Linked DNA regions of Sus scrofa: region 2 is linked to region 1. A link is a contact called in public HiChIP or PLAC-seq data. All regions are on one chromosome and are shown on one strand. Each heading gives the region's core, a stretch centred on a gene start, on an enhancer-like site or on the middle of the called end of the contact. The rest is flanking DNA. Distances are from core to core; before and after follow the strand shown.

Region 1 (6,275 bases), core at 1,673-4,172:
TTTGCAGGGCTCACCAAACGTTTCATTTCCACTCTTTGGAGATGGAGGATAGCACTGCCTGCTGCTGGCCTTGGATGGGGCACAGGGAGTTATACAGAGTTGACTAGCAGTGGATCGGCCACAAAAGAGCCTGAGTCATCAGGAATCAGCGTTGAGAGGTATCAGTTGTAGAGAACCTTCCATCTACATGGACAGAACCAATAAAATATCTGAAGGGAGTGTAAAGTGTGTATATATGTGCTTCAAAATTATTGGCAACACATAGCTGTTTCACTGCCAATAAACGGCCATTCATTTTTTTCCCCTATAATTCGCTTCAGCTTCATTCTGGACTCATTTGAATAGGAAGCCGACGTGATGTCTACCAAAAAAATCATTTTAATCTCCAGTTCCATAAAACAATCTAAGACACTTGGATAGCTCATTTTCCTGGAATGAAGGTTGTAGCAACTAAAGTGCCTCTAATTTTATTTTTAGAAACTGGTCGGTGCAGTTTACATTGAATTAAATCTCATTCCTTTCTGTGACAGTGGAGGAGGTGTTTTAAATCTCAGCCAGTGGGTAAAGGACGATTTGTTCCTGATCTAGATTTGTTTTGCTTCGAAGAAGCCAGCTGAGTCTATTAATAAAACAAATGCTGTTTTTGTTTCATTGAGAAGCCACAACATGTATGGTCTCTGCCTGACAATCAGAGACAAAAACAAATTGTGATAAAAAATATTTAATTTTTTATATTACAATGAGTCAACCTGACATGGAGTCAAGGGACTGGTCCTGAAGAGTGACAATCACATTTACTGCATTCCAGAGCCAAAAATGCTTTGCAGCCTCTGCCTGCAAGTGCTTCTTCATGTAAACCCCAAGTCTTTGCAGATCCATATGCAACCTTTAAAGATAATCTATACCTCAGCTGGTTCCTAAGCCTCAAAATCACTGCCCACAGACAAAAGCATAATTTAGGAAAGAAACTCTCATAAAAATACACAGATGAAATATAGGTTGAACAGGGTGTGTAATTACTGGTACATTACTGATCATTACCGGTGCATTAGGACTTTGCTCTGATTAAAGAGATACTAAATCTTCAAGGAATTAAATAATTTTTAAAAGGCCAAGTGACAGTTAATGATGGATTTCTAAGTCCCACTAGGAAAAACTAAAAAGTGCATTTATGTGGGAGGTAATTTTTTGAGTTTCTCGAAAGACAGGATAAACACTATCATTTTTGGTTCAAATGCGGAGATTGAATAACAAGTAAATCTTTGGTAAACCCCTTGCAGTCTGGAATTGGCTCAGAAAAAGCAGAAAGGAGAATTCAGCAAAGCCACAAGGATGAGAGCTGTTGGCTGATAAGATGACAACCCCCAAAGTATAGCTGCTGAAGAGATTTATGTGCAAACCTCAGACCACTTGTATTAAGTGATGGGCCCTCAGCATATGCTACCAATCAATTGTTTGTATCCTGTCTGCTGACTTCTTTTAAAGTTAACATCGTTTTTACGTTCGTGTTTGTTATTTCCCCCAACCTTTTATTTTGAAAACATTCAAAACTAGAGAAATGTGGAAAGGATAGTAGGATAAACACCCTTATACCATTCACCTGGATTTGTGGCTTGCTAATGTTTTATCACATTTGTGATACATTTGTGTCTTCTTTGTGTACCTCTCCCCCAGCTATTTGCAAGTAAGTTGCCGCCCCATGTACCTCCCCAAAGCCAGAATGTTCTAGCACAGAAACAATCACCATGCCATTATCACACACCAGGAATTTACCGTGGTTATAAAAATAGTATTTGATTACACAGAACATACTTACAATTTCCACATTGTTCCCAAAATGTCCTTTATAGCTCTTTTGTTTCCGATCTCAGTCCCATCAAGAATAATGGATTATATTTGGTTGTCTTTGTCTCCTTAAATCTAGAACGAGGGTCAGCATTTTCTGTAAAAGATTGGACATAAATACAAATGTTTATATGTAATATAACATATTAGGATGATAACATAAACATTTTAGGCTTTGCAGTTCATACTATTTCTTCCCCAATTATAGCTTCATTGTTGGAGTGCCAAAACAGCCATAGGCGGTACATAAAGGAATGGATGTGGTGATTTTAATAAAATCTTATTTATGGATACCAAATTTTGAAATTCATATAATATTCACATACACAAAGTATATTACTTTTTCTTTTGTTCCTTTTCAACCATTTAAAAATATACAAACCATTCACAGCTCACAGGTTGCAAAAACTGTATGTGACAGGATTTGGACCAGGGATCATAATTTGCTGACTTAATATTTAAAGCAATTCCCTGCCTTTTTTTTTTCTTTTTTTTTTTTTTTTTTGGCTGCTCCTGTGGCATGCAGAAGTTCCCAGGCCAGGATTGAACCTGAGCCTCAGCAGTAACAACACTGGATCCTTAACCTGCTGAGCCACCAAGGAACTCCAACTGCATTTTTCTTTTTTTTAAGCAAACATTTTATTGAAGTATGTGGAAATACATAAAATTTTAAGTGGACTGACCGCTTCATGATGTTTCACAAAGTGAACACACTCACTAAATAAACTCAGAATAAGAAATACCTATGACTTTATTTAAAAAACAAACAAACAATAAAACACTTGTTGGTGTCGCATCTGATGACCTACGAATGGTTAGCACTGGATCCAAGTGTGCAATTATAGATTACTTCTAGAAATGTCTTTGACTGTTATCAGAGTCCCTATACTCTGTCTCCACAACAAGGAGAGCTGCAGTGATCCAAATGTTTCAGTCTTGACAATTAACCTGCCTATTGGGCCAGCCCAGCCAAGCCTCACTTTTGGAGCTATTTCAGAGGGCATGATGACTCCTGTAGTTTCCTTTAACTGCTTACACTCTTGGCCAGCTCTCTCCCAGCAATGTGGATCAGCTCCGAGGGAGGGTGCCCAGGCAGGAAGTTACTATTTTAAGAACAAGCTCAGCCAAAGGTAGACAGCAGAAGAACCCACAGTCTGTCAGGAATGGGCTAAATGCAATTCACTTCTGTCAGAAACTGGCTGTGATGATTTGAAACCAGGACAGAGTCATGAGGGAAGGAAGCCATGGCTCCTGAGGGCTTAACTGGCTGACAAGACCACTCAAGACAATTGCAGTGTCCTGTTTGCTATATTTTATTTGCCATGGGGTGCAAAAATCTCTTGGCTTGGTAAAAACAGAACTTGACCAGGCTCTTTTAGACAGGGGAGTGGTGATGAGTGACTCATGGGATCTCCTTCTGAAACAGAAATAAGCTGCCCCACAAGTTCCCTCTGGTAGGTCCCAGATTTCCTATTTAGCCTGGGCATTTTAAGTCTGTTTACAGTGTTTCTAGGGATTATTCTCAGTATGAAGAGGGGGTTAATGCTTTCTTTCGGGACACAGAGCCTAGCATCAGTTGCATCTTCTCTGAAGATGGCAGAATTGGGTGGATGCTGGTTTAGGAAATCTGTCTTAATGTGAGAGATGTACAAATACATGATGGTCCAAACTTGAGCCTCAGCACGTGGGCTCAGTTACTCAGTTTTATACAAGCAAATTTGTTTGCAGAAGCTTAATCCCAAGGCTGGGTCCACTGCGGGACTTTAATAATCCCCTAGAGGATCTCACACTCACATTCCAAAATAAAGACTGCATTTGAGAGGCTCGAATTCAACACCAAAGAATTGATCAGACTAGGGACCCAGTTTCTCTTCTGAGGTTCTCAAGCTCTTCGTTTTTCCTTCTACTCTCTGACCTAATTTTATCTTTATCTCTAGCACCTGCCCCCCCAACCCCAAGCTATTTTCATTTGGCTGAAAGAATTTAATTTTTTTTTTGTCTTTTTAGGGCCACTCCTGTGGTATATGGAGGTTCCCAGGCTAGGGGTCTAATCAGAGATGTAGCTGCTAGCCTATGCTCAGCCACAGCAATGTGGGATCTGAGCCTCATTTGTGACCTACATCACAGCTCACGGCAACGCTGGAACCTTAAGTCACTGAGCGAGGCCAGGGATCAAAACTGTGTCCTCATGGATGCTAGTCAGATTTGTTTCTGCTGAGCCATAAAGGGAACTCCACATTTAATTATTAAGCTCTTCAATTTTGTCAAGATTTTTTTTAATGTTCACATTCCCAATAATAAAATGGCACAGTTAAACTAAACAAAATGGCAGAGGATCTTTAATAGAGAAGAGAAACCAATCAGATATAATGTATCAGGGAATTCTGGTTTGGAAAGGAAAAACAAAGATGCGATGAATCCTGGTAGCTTTTTCTTTTTATTTATCACAGAGCAACAAGATGATGGCCTTTCTTCTTTTCATTTATGATAGGGCAGAGTTATGGTTGTTAAGTAAATCCCATTCTCTGGCTTTCCCACTAAGCTCACGTTTCTAGCTCAAAGCATCATAAATAACCAATGAAGAAAAATACTGCCTAAACATTGAGATGATTTGCATAAAAGTCCACATTAAAAATGCATGATGGGTATAAGGACTTAATTTTAGCCACAGTGCAGTTTCTGTGTTTTGCTGCGGTCATATTTTTCTTTGCATTTTCTGTCTTAGCTATTTAACTTTGAAGCCCACTGAAGATGAAAAATGGGCATTTATGGAGCAGGCGCATATGGCTTTAGCGGTTCAGTTGCTGACCTGGCATTTTGCCCTCTGTAGCGTCAGCCATTGCCTTCTCAACCACGAGCTCTAACTAGCAAAACGATCTCAAGAGGTGGTGGAGAGAAGATAGAGAAGTAGATGTTCAGTGACGGTGTGCAATTTGACTATGTTATTTCTCTTGCCCGTAAATAGTCTAGCACACAACTTATTGCTCCTGCTACCCCAGCTATGTGAATTCTAGAGATATGCAAAGTTGTGCCAGAGACACTCACAGAGATTAACAAGCTTTCTGAGTCAGGACCTAGTAAGGCAGAGGCAGTGCTTGTATCATGACTTTCATTTCACTGAAACCACATAAGAGCCTTAACATGACAGACAGAAGGACCCAGAACAGGTAGTTAATTGCAATTATTGCTGCTGTTGTTGAAGCAAACTGAGGAGCTTCTGGTTAATTGTTTTTTTTTTTTTTTTTCTTTTTACAACCACATCTGCAGCATATGGAAGTTCCCAGGTTAGGGGTCTGCAGCTGCTGGTCTAAGCCACAGGCACAGCAATGCCAGATCCAAGCTGTGTCTGCAACCAACACCTGATCCGTAACCTGTTGGCTGAGGCCAGGGGATTGAGCCTGCATCCTCACGGACACTGTATCGGGTTCTTTATTTTTTTTTTCCTAGGGCCATACCTGCGGCTTAAGGAGTTTCCCAGGCTGTAGCCACTGGCCTATGCCACAGCCACAGTAATGTGAGATCAAGCCGTGACTGTGAACTACACCTCAGCTCATGGCAATGACGCATCCTTAACCCACTGCGCGAGGCCAGGGATCGAACCTGTGTCCTCATGGATCCTAGTTGGGTTCATTAACCACTGAGTCATGAAAGGAAATCCTGTGCTGGGCTCTTAATCCACTGAACCACAATGGGAACTCCTGGTTAATTATTTTTCTTTGTCCTAACTTGCTAGTAAATGTCCTGAGATGGTTAAAGTTGGGACTATAAGCAATGTAAGTCCTTAAGTTTTTTTTTTTTTTTTTTTTTTTAGTTTCAAATTCTTGGCTACATGTGGGTAGACTGCTGAGGTTTCTGTGGGAAATATCATGTTGGCCTTGGGAGGACTGCAAGGCTCAAGCAGGGCGTAATCCAGGACCTTGGAGTTTGGAGCTGTTTGGCTGTCTGGGAAGAAGGGTTGAGAAAAGTTCCCTTTATTTCCACTGGGAAGGGGCCATTCCAAGACCTATTTTCTTTCCTTCCAGCACCGAAAATGTAAAGGGCTGAGATACAAGTCAATCAAGTGAAAGTAGTAAAGAAAATATGCCCATGGTAGGCTGAGGATAAAGACCCTCCAGTTAGATGGGAAGTGGTAAGTTTAAGGTCTCTGAGGAGAGGAGATCCAGGAGCATCTAGTTAGATTGAGGCCATGCCTTTGAAAGAGAAATTCTGATGATTTTATGCATATAGTTCTTCCAAAGTATACTCCAAATTTCTTAAGGTTGAGGCCTCTGCTTCTCTCTGTCTTCCACGTACCACTTTCAGCAGGGAATCTTCCACACTGCAGTGGTTCAAGAGACGTCTACAGATGTATATGCTACTTAGACAAATATTCCTACTGTGTTTTGCCTCTGTGTGTATTTTGAATAAAACTGTGATGGTGCACTTTGAAG
Region 2 (5,928 bases), core at 980-3,479, 120 kb before region 1:
TCAGGGTACCTGCAGCTTTCCTAGAGAAAGAAATTTCTTTTTGGACAGACTAGCTGGTGCTTGGTTTTCTACCCATCCTCAAGTAAGCTCCACTGGAAAGAGACCCACTGACAGAATCTTTTAGACATTTTCCCGACTCCTTATATTTAGTGAATACTTTTCCTAAGATGTATTCACTTACTCAGCTATCCTACCGGGGCCTCCTCAATAGGCCAGGCTCAGTGTTAGGTGCTACAGAAAGAGATGAAGAAAACTCACAACTAGGTGCGACATTCAGGGGGCAGTGAGGTTGTCTTTGGTCCAATGAAGAAGAAATGTATAGTTACTGAAACCAGGGGCCTGTGTTTCCATGTCTTGGCCCCATTTTAATCAGATCAGCCTGAGGGAAACGACGAATTCCACCATGACAGCTGGGCCCTCAACCAGGAAGCACCTTCTCATCTCAGCTCCCGGCACTGGTGCCAAGAGGAAGAAGTCACTTCTGGGACATCCAAGATGCAATCGGTCTATAATATTACAGATGACTATTCCTAGGCCGTGCACAAGGAAGCAATTAAAAAGCTACTTAAGATTCTGGAGCAGGTGCAATTTGCAAAGAATAAGAAATTTAACCCATCTGTGGCCTAGCTCAGAGTCATTTGCACTGCTCTTTACCAAAATAAACAAAATTCTCAAAGTGATAAGAGTCAAAAAAGGACGTCCAAATTTTCAGGAATGTTGATGATTATGATGATTAAAAAAATTAACTGGAGAACAAAAATAGTCCACAAGAAAACCCCTCTTTAATACTTAGCTTTTGATAATGCCAAGTTACAATATGTGCATGATATGCAAAGTTCATTCTCCACAAAGCTTCGTACAATCAGTACCTGGCATATGGGATAACTTTAAGGTCATGTTAAGATAGATTTGCACTGATACATACATCATTCTAAGAGGCTCATCAGGAACTTAGGCCACACATTTATAGGACGGCTGTCCAGACTAAGGGATTCGCTCACTGGCCACGTTACCAAAGTTTTCCTCTAACCAAAGGAGGTATAGAGAAAACAGCTTACATGCTGGAGAAAGGGAAAGAAGGAGACGGTGAGTTAAACAGTTGAGCATTTCTGCATGGACCACAAAGTGCAGTGGGGCCCAAATATGTTGTGCCCCACGTCTATTATTTTAATGTTGACAGCATTTCACATTGCATCCTCCAATTATAATTTCACCACTAAAATACTGTCATTGTTGCTTTATTATCAATTTCTCTGGAATTTCTGAAACAACGTCACAGACACAAAAAAGAAGGATAGGAAAGAAAATTATGCCACAAGAGCAACTTGAAAGAGAAAGACTGGGGGAACCCTGAGTTTTAATCACCAAACCTATTGTTTTCAGAGCTACAATTTACTTCATGTTTTGCCTTTTTCCAAAGGGCCGTGGCATATGATTTGGGTTTCAACAACATGTTACTGTGAACCCAAATTCTCTTATCAAGAAGAATGTGAAAGGAAAAAATTGCTTTGCTTCTTTCCTTGGCCATCTCTCTCCCCTCTCACATTCCTCATGTCTGGTTTCATTTCCCAAGCACACCAGATGCCAAATACTATTTGGAGTTTTAAAAACTGATGGGATGCAGTCTAAAGGCTGTAGGAGAAGCATTTGAAAGGGAATGCGTTTTCCCCGTAAGTTTCAACATCCTTTCCATCAGGAAACGGAAAGGGCATTTCTCAGTAAGTGTGTCCAGTGGAGGGATAGCCCTTCCCATACACTTGGTCACCAAAGGATGTTCTAATAGAGCACTTCTTGGGGTGGCTCCTGGAAATTCATCCAGTGGGTCTTTTCAACACAGTGACTGTTCTTTTAGTTATCTATCTATCTATCTTTTTAGGGCCACGCCAGTGCATATGGAAGTTCCCAGGCTAGACACCACAGCCACAGTAATGCAGGATCCAAGAGGCATCTGCGACCTCACAGCTCACCGCAATGTTAGATCCTTAATCCACTGAGTGAGGCCAGGGATTGAACCTGCATCCTCACGGATACTAGCAGGGTTCGTTACCACGAGCCAGAACAGGAACTCCTGCAGAGACTTTTCCAATGCAAGAGAACAGTGAGGGCATGCCACCATCAACAGGGACACTAAAACCCAAACATTCAAAAGAGCTACTGGCACCCGGAAACACTTCCTGCTCCACTGTCTAAGCAGGGCAGCAGAAGCAAAGTACACTCCCTCCCCTAGTGTTTGCCTGCATCATCGCAGGCCAGGGTTGGGGGGCAGGGGAGGGGGGGCTGCAAAGTGGAAGCCAGAATCAGCCCCTTCCTTTCCCACTTCCTCCCAAGATAAGGGAGGAAGGAACCCAAGTGGAGTCCATGCACACCCTTGAGCCAGAACAAGCCTTCGCCAGCACATAATTAACAGACTTGTTCCAGGCCACAGACCCTGCCAGAAAATAGCCCCTCCTCACATAAAGAGCAGAGGAGGGGGCCTCTGGGTCTTCACCCTGAAAAGCTGGCAACAGCAGTTCTGTCATGACTCAGTACTTTTGCTGTGGGTTTAGGCATAAATCCCTAAAGCCAATATAACACAGTTCTCGGGAGTCAGGACGTTTGTGCTGATCATGTGACAGAAACCAGTGTGGAAGCCAGGACATCTCGTCTAGATCATCTGGGAGAAGAGCCAAACCAAGTGTCACTGGAGCTCCCCAGCAAAGCATGGCCACACCAGGGGGCCTGTGCCCTCAGCCTGCTGACCTGTGGCTGGTCTCTGAACAAAGTCAATAAACAAATTTAAACCCAAGCTGAAAGAAATGCAAATAATTTTCCCGTTTGGGTTTCTAACTCCCTACCTTAGGGATCCACTCAAATTCTATAATGACAAATTGAAATGTGTGGGTTACACAAACATAAGAAGCCACAACTCAATGGCCAGCTTTGTCACATCAAAGCTCTCACTCTCCCAAGAGGCCAAGTTTTGTCCTTTAACAAATATGTAAAAGAACCGCAACTTTCCTTGGATGATGTTCAAAGAATGGACCAATTGAGTATTACTTATTGTTCCCCTGAAAATTTTATTAAATTTAAGTATGTTTTAAAATACTGAAAGAAGATGTTCTGAGTTACATAAGTATTTTCAAATAAATACTTTTCTCCTTATTTGGGAATGGGGGTTGTGGGGGAGAGTGGTGACTTTCCTGAATCACCTAGCAACTCTTTCAGGAAGGATATGACAGTAGGACATCACAGCCACCAGAAGAGTCACTGTACATTGTAAGACACTAGCAATCAAATCACCCATAGTCTACCTGCGCTGGTCCTCTGCTGACCCACCTGATATAACACCTAAAACTAGAATCCTCACCACTACTGATCAATGTGGTGCCTCTTAAACTGTCTCCCCACCAACATGACCACGATTTAGGTACTTAAGGTTTTAGATATTGCCAAACAAGCTGCCAACTCTTTGGTGCCGTTCACACAGAAAATTCAAATGACATTAAAAAGATAATGTCTAAAAAGAAACACACTAGTAAGCATTTTTTGGAAGCTCCTTATAACTGAATTCATTCTGGCAAATTCTGAGAGAGAAGAGGGTGAACAGATACATATAGTTGACCCTTGAACAACAAGGGGGTGAGGTATTCTGATTCTCTCTGTAGCCAAAAATCCACATATAACTTCTAGTCAGTTCCTCCTATATCCATGGTTCTGCATCCAAAAATTCAACCAACTGCAGATCGCTTAGTAGGACTGCAGCACTCACTGTTGAAAGAATCTGCAGAGAAGTGGACTTGCTCAGTTCAAACCCATGTTGTTCAAGGGCCAAGTGTATTTGGATTGAACAACTGTGTTTTCCAAATGTTAGAGCCAAGTTTAGTGTGATGGAAGATAAACAGGGGTACTCTAGGCCAAGGCCTCACGACACATACTCCTGGTAATGCAGAAGTCCCTCTCTCCAGGGAGGCCACAAGAGTGGTCCCCTGGGAAAGTGAGCACTGCTACTGACCCTCACAGCCACTAATCAGATGCTGTTCAGTCTCCTCCCTTCTCAAAAAGTACAACTACATTTTACCACCAAGGCCAAGTTGGTATAATTTTAATTTCTCCACAGGCCTCTACAAATAATACTGAGGCCTGACATCTCAGGGAAACTACAGTTCTCTGGACTGAAAATAAAGAAACAAACACTGGCCCAGAGGGATTTGTATGTTCATGGTTACTGAAAGCAAATCTTAAAACTATCTGATTACCTTCCTCTTTTCAGTTCTTCTAGCTACTTTTATGCCAAGATTACTTTATTGTAATTGCAACAAGAGAAAATAAAACAAAAGACCCAGCAGAAAAAAAAAATTCTGGGTTAAAATTAGCCTCACTTGCTGGTAACAACCAAGAAACTCCCATCTTTCTCACAACATATGTAGCTTTTCAGTTGGGGAAAGCTGATGAGCAGATACAATATGACAAGCAGCCATGGAGTCGTGACCCTGGGTTCAAATGGTTCAAATACCAGTTCTAACCCTTCTACTGGTGAGTGGCTTTAAAAAAAAAAAAAAAAAAAAAAAAAGACTTCAGCATCCCGAAGTCCTCCATAAATGTCTGATGGATTTTTAAATGAACAAAACAAAGGGAAATGAGAACTATGTTAAAAAGCTGGAGGGGTGGATTTATATTTGTTTGCTACTGTTTGGTAGAAATATGTTAACCGGATTCCTTTCCCTGACATTCCTGTGTATATCAGCAGAACAAATTCCTGGAATGAAGCTGGTTTAATCTCTATAGGGCAGTTGTCACCACTAAATCAAGGGCTCTGCAGGTTAGTCAGCTTATCTGCAAATTGTGGGAAATTCTCTGAGGGTATGGGGGCAGTGTGGAAAAGGCATTAAAAAAAATTAGCCTCCTATATATTTTGAAGCATTCTACAGGTTTACTATTTCAATCCAACTGCTTACAAGAAAACTACCACATAGCACACCCAACTGAGTCACCACTAGGATGCTGACATGTGCAACACTGACCTGATTCCCCTTCACATTTTCCTCAGTCACTGATCTCATCTATTTGTTATGCTACTTTCAACATCTGAAAGCATGTCATCTGCCCAGAAAGTCACTGAGAATTGGTCACCAAGGCAGAAAACCTACTGTAAGCACCCGGAGCCACTGGCTTTCACAGTTTTGCCTCAGAAAGAACATTCTGAACAAGTGTGGAGATAGCCACAGTTTGCCAACACAGATGTGAAAAATATTTATGCAAAGCTAAGTATGTGGTGATTCCTGAATTCACAATTAGAGTGTGGTGAGCTGTTTACTAGATAGATGCTGAGTCTCCCTACATGCCTGCTGCTCTGAGGGGCCCGTTTGGGGCAAGGCCAGTACCACACCTACGCTTGGGCTGTTCCCAATGTGTCCTGCTCACAAGAAGAAGAGGGCAGCCACCCAGAAATAATTAGGACAGATGATGGAGTCACACTATGAAAACTGAAACTCACTTTGGAAGAGGAACCCTACCCTTCATAAAAATCCTACCTATAAATTTTCCATAATAATTCTTCAATAGAGGCTTATGGAGAGATGATAGTAAAAGCTTCCATTGAAGGCAACTTCAAGTGGAGAAAGAAGGCAATAAAGATGTACTCTGGCCCCCACCTGCTCAGGTACTGTGTGGCTCTGGGAGATTCTGCCCTTAAATCAGAATCTCCCAGCCCTTCACAAGAGACGCACATGCCTCTAATGATGCGAAGCAAAGCAGGACTGTCATGTCAGCCTATGAGACTAACTTCCAAGGACACAACACTAAAAAAGAGACTGAGAGAAATAAAGCTTTGATGTGGAGTTTCCCTATCATGCTAGGAACCTCCATAAGCACTGAAGATGTATAACCCTCCAAAATCAGAATAAACCTTTTTATAACTGGGGAGGAACAAGGTAGTTGGAAGAGAAGACC

What was found. HiChIP or PLAC-seq counts read pairs in DNA pulled down with a chosen protein or histone mark.
Region 2: an H3K27ac HiChIP or PLAC-seq map of skeletal muscle shows a contact between it and region 1. The contact joins two enhancer-like sites. A contact is called at or near these places in 5 of 47 Hi-C or Micro-C datasets (embryonic fibroblasts, heart right ventricle, liver and 1 more) and 1 of 2 datasets of contacts at active chromatin or transcription factors (skeletal muscle).

Annotation. Positions count from the first base shown.
Region 1 is chr1:188,274,323-188,280,597 of Sscrofa11.1, reverse strand. No RefSeq gene overlaps it. Among named protein-coding and RNA genes, the nearest start is that of DAAM1, 58 kb to the left of the region's middle. Within about 2 kb of position 2,922, at least 8 of the 83 cell types and tissues checked have an H3K27ac peak or open chromatin away from gene starts, as enhancers often do. A contact at or near this core is called in skeletal muscle, where this site is marked.
Region 2 is chr1:188,390,857-188,396,784 of Sscrofa11.1, reverse strand. All of the region lies in intron 1 of DAAM1 (disheveled-associated activator of morphogenesis 1), which reads right to left. Among named protein-coding and RNA genes, the nearest start is that of DAAM1, 58 kb to the right of the region's middle. Within about 2 kb of position 2,229, at least 38 of the 83 cell types and tissues checked have an H3K27ac peak or open chromatin away from gene starts, as enhancers often do. A contact at or near this core is called in skeletal muscle, where this site is marked.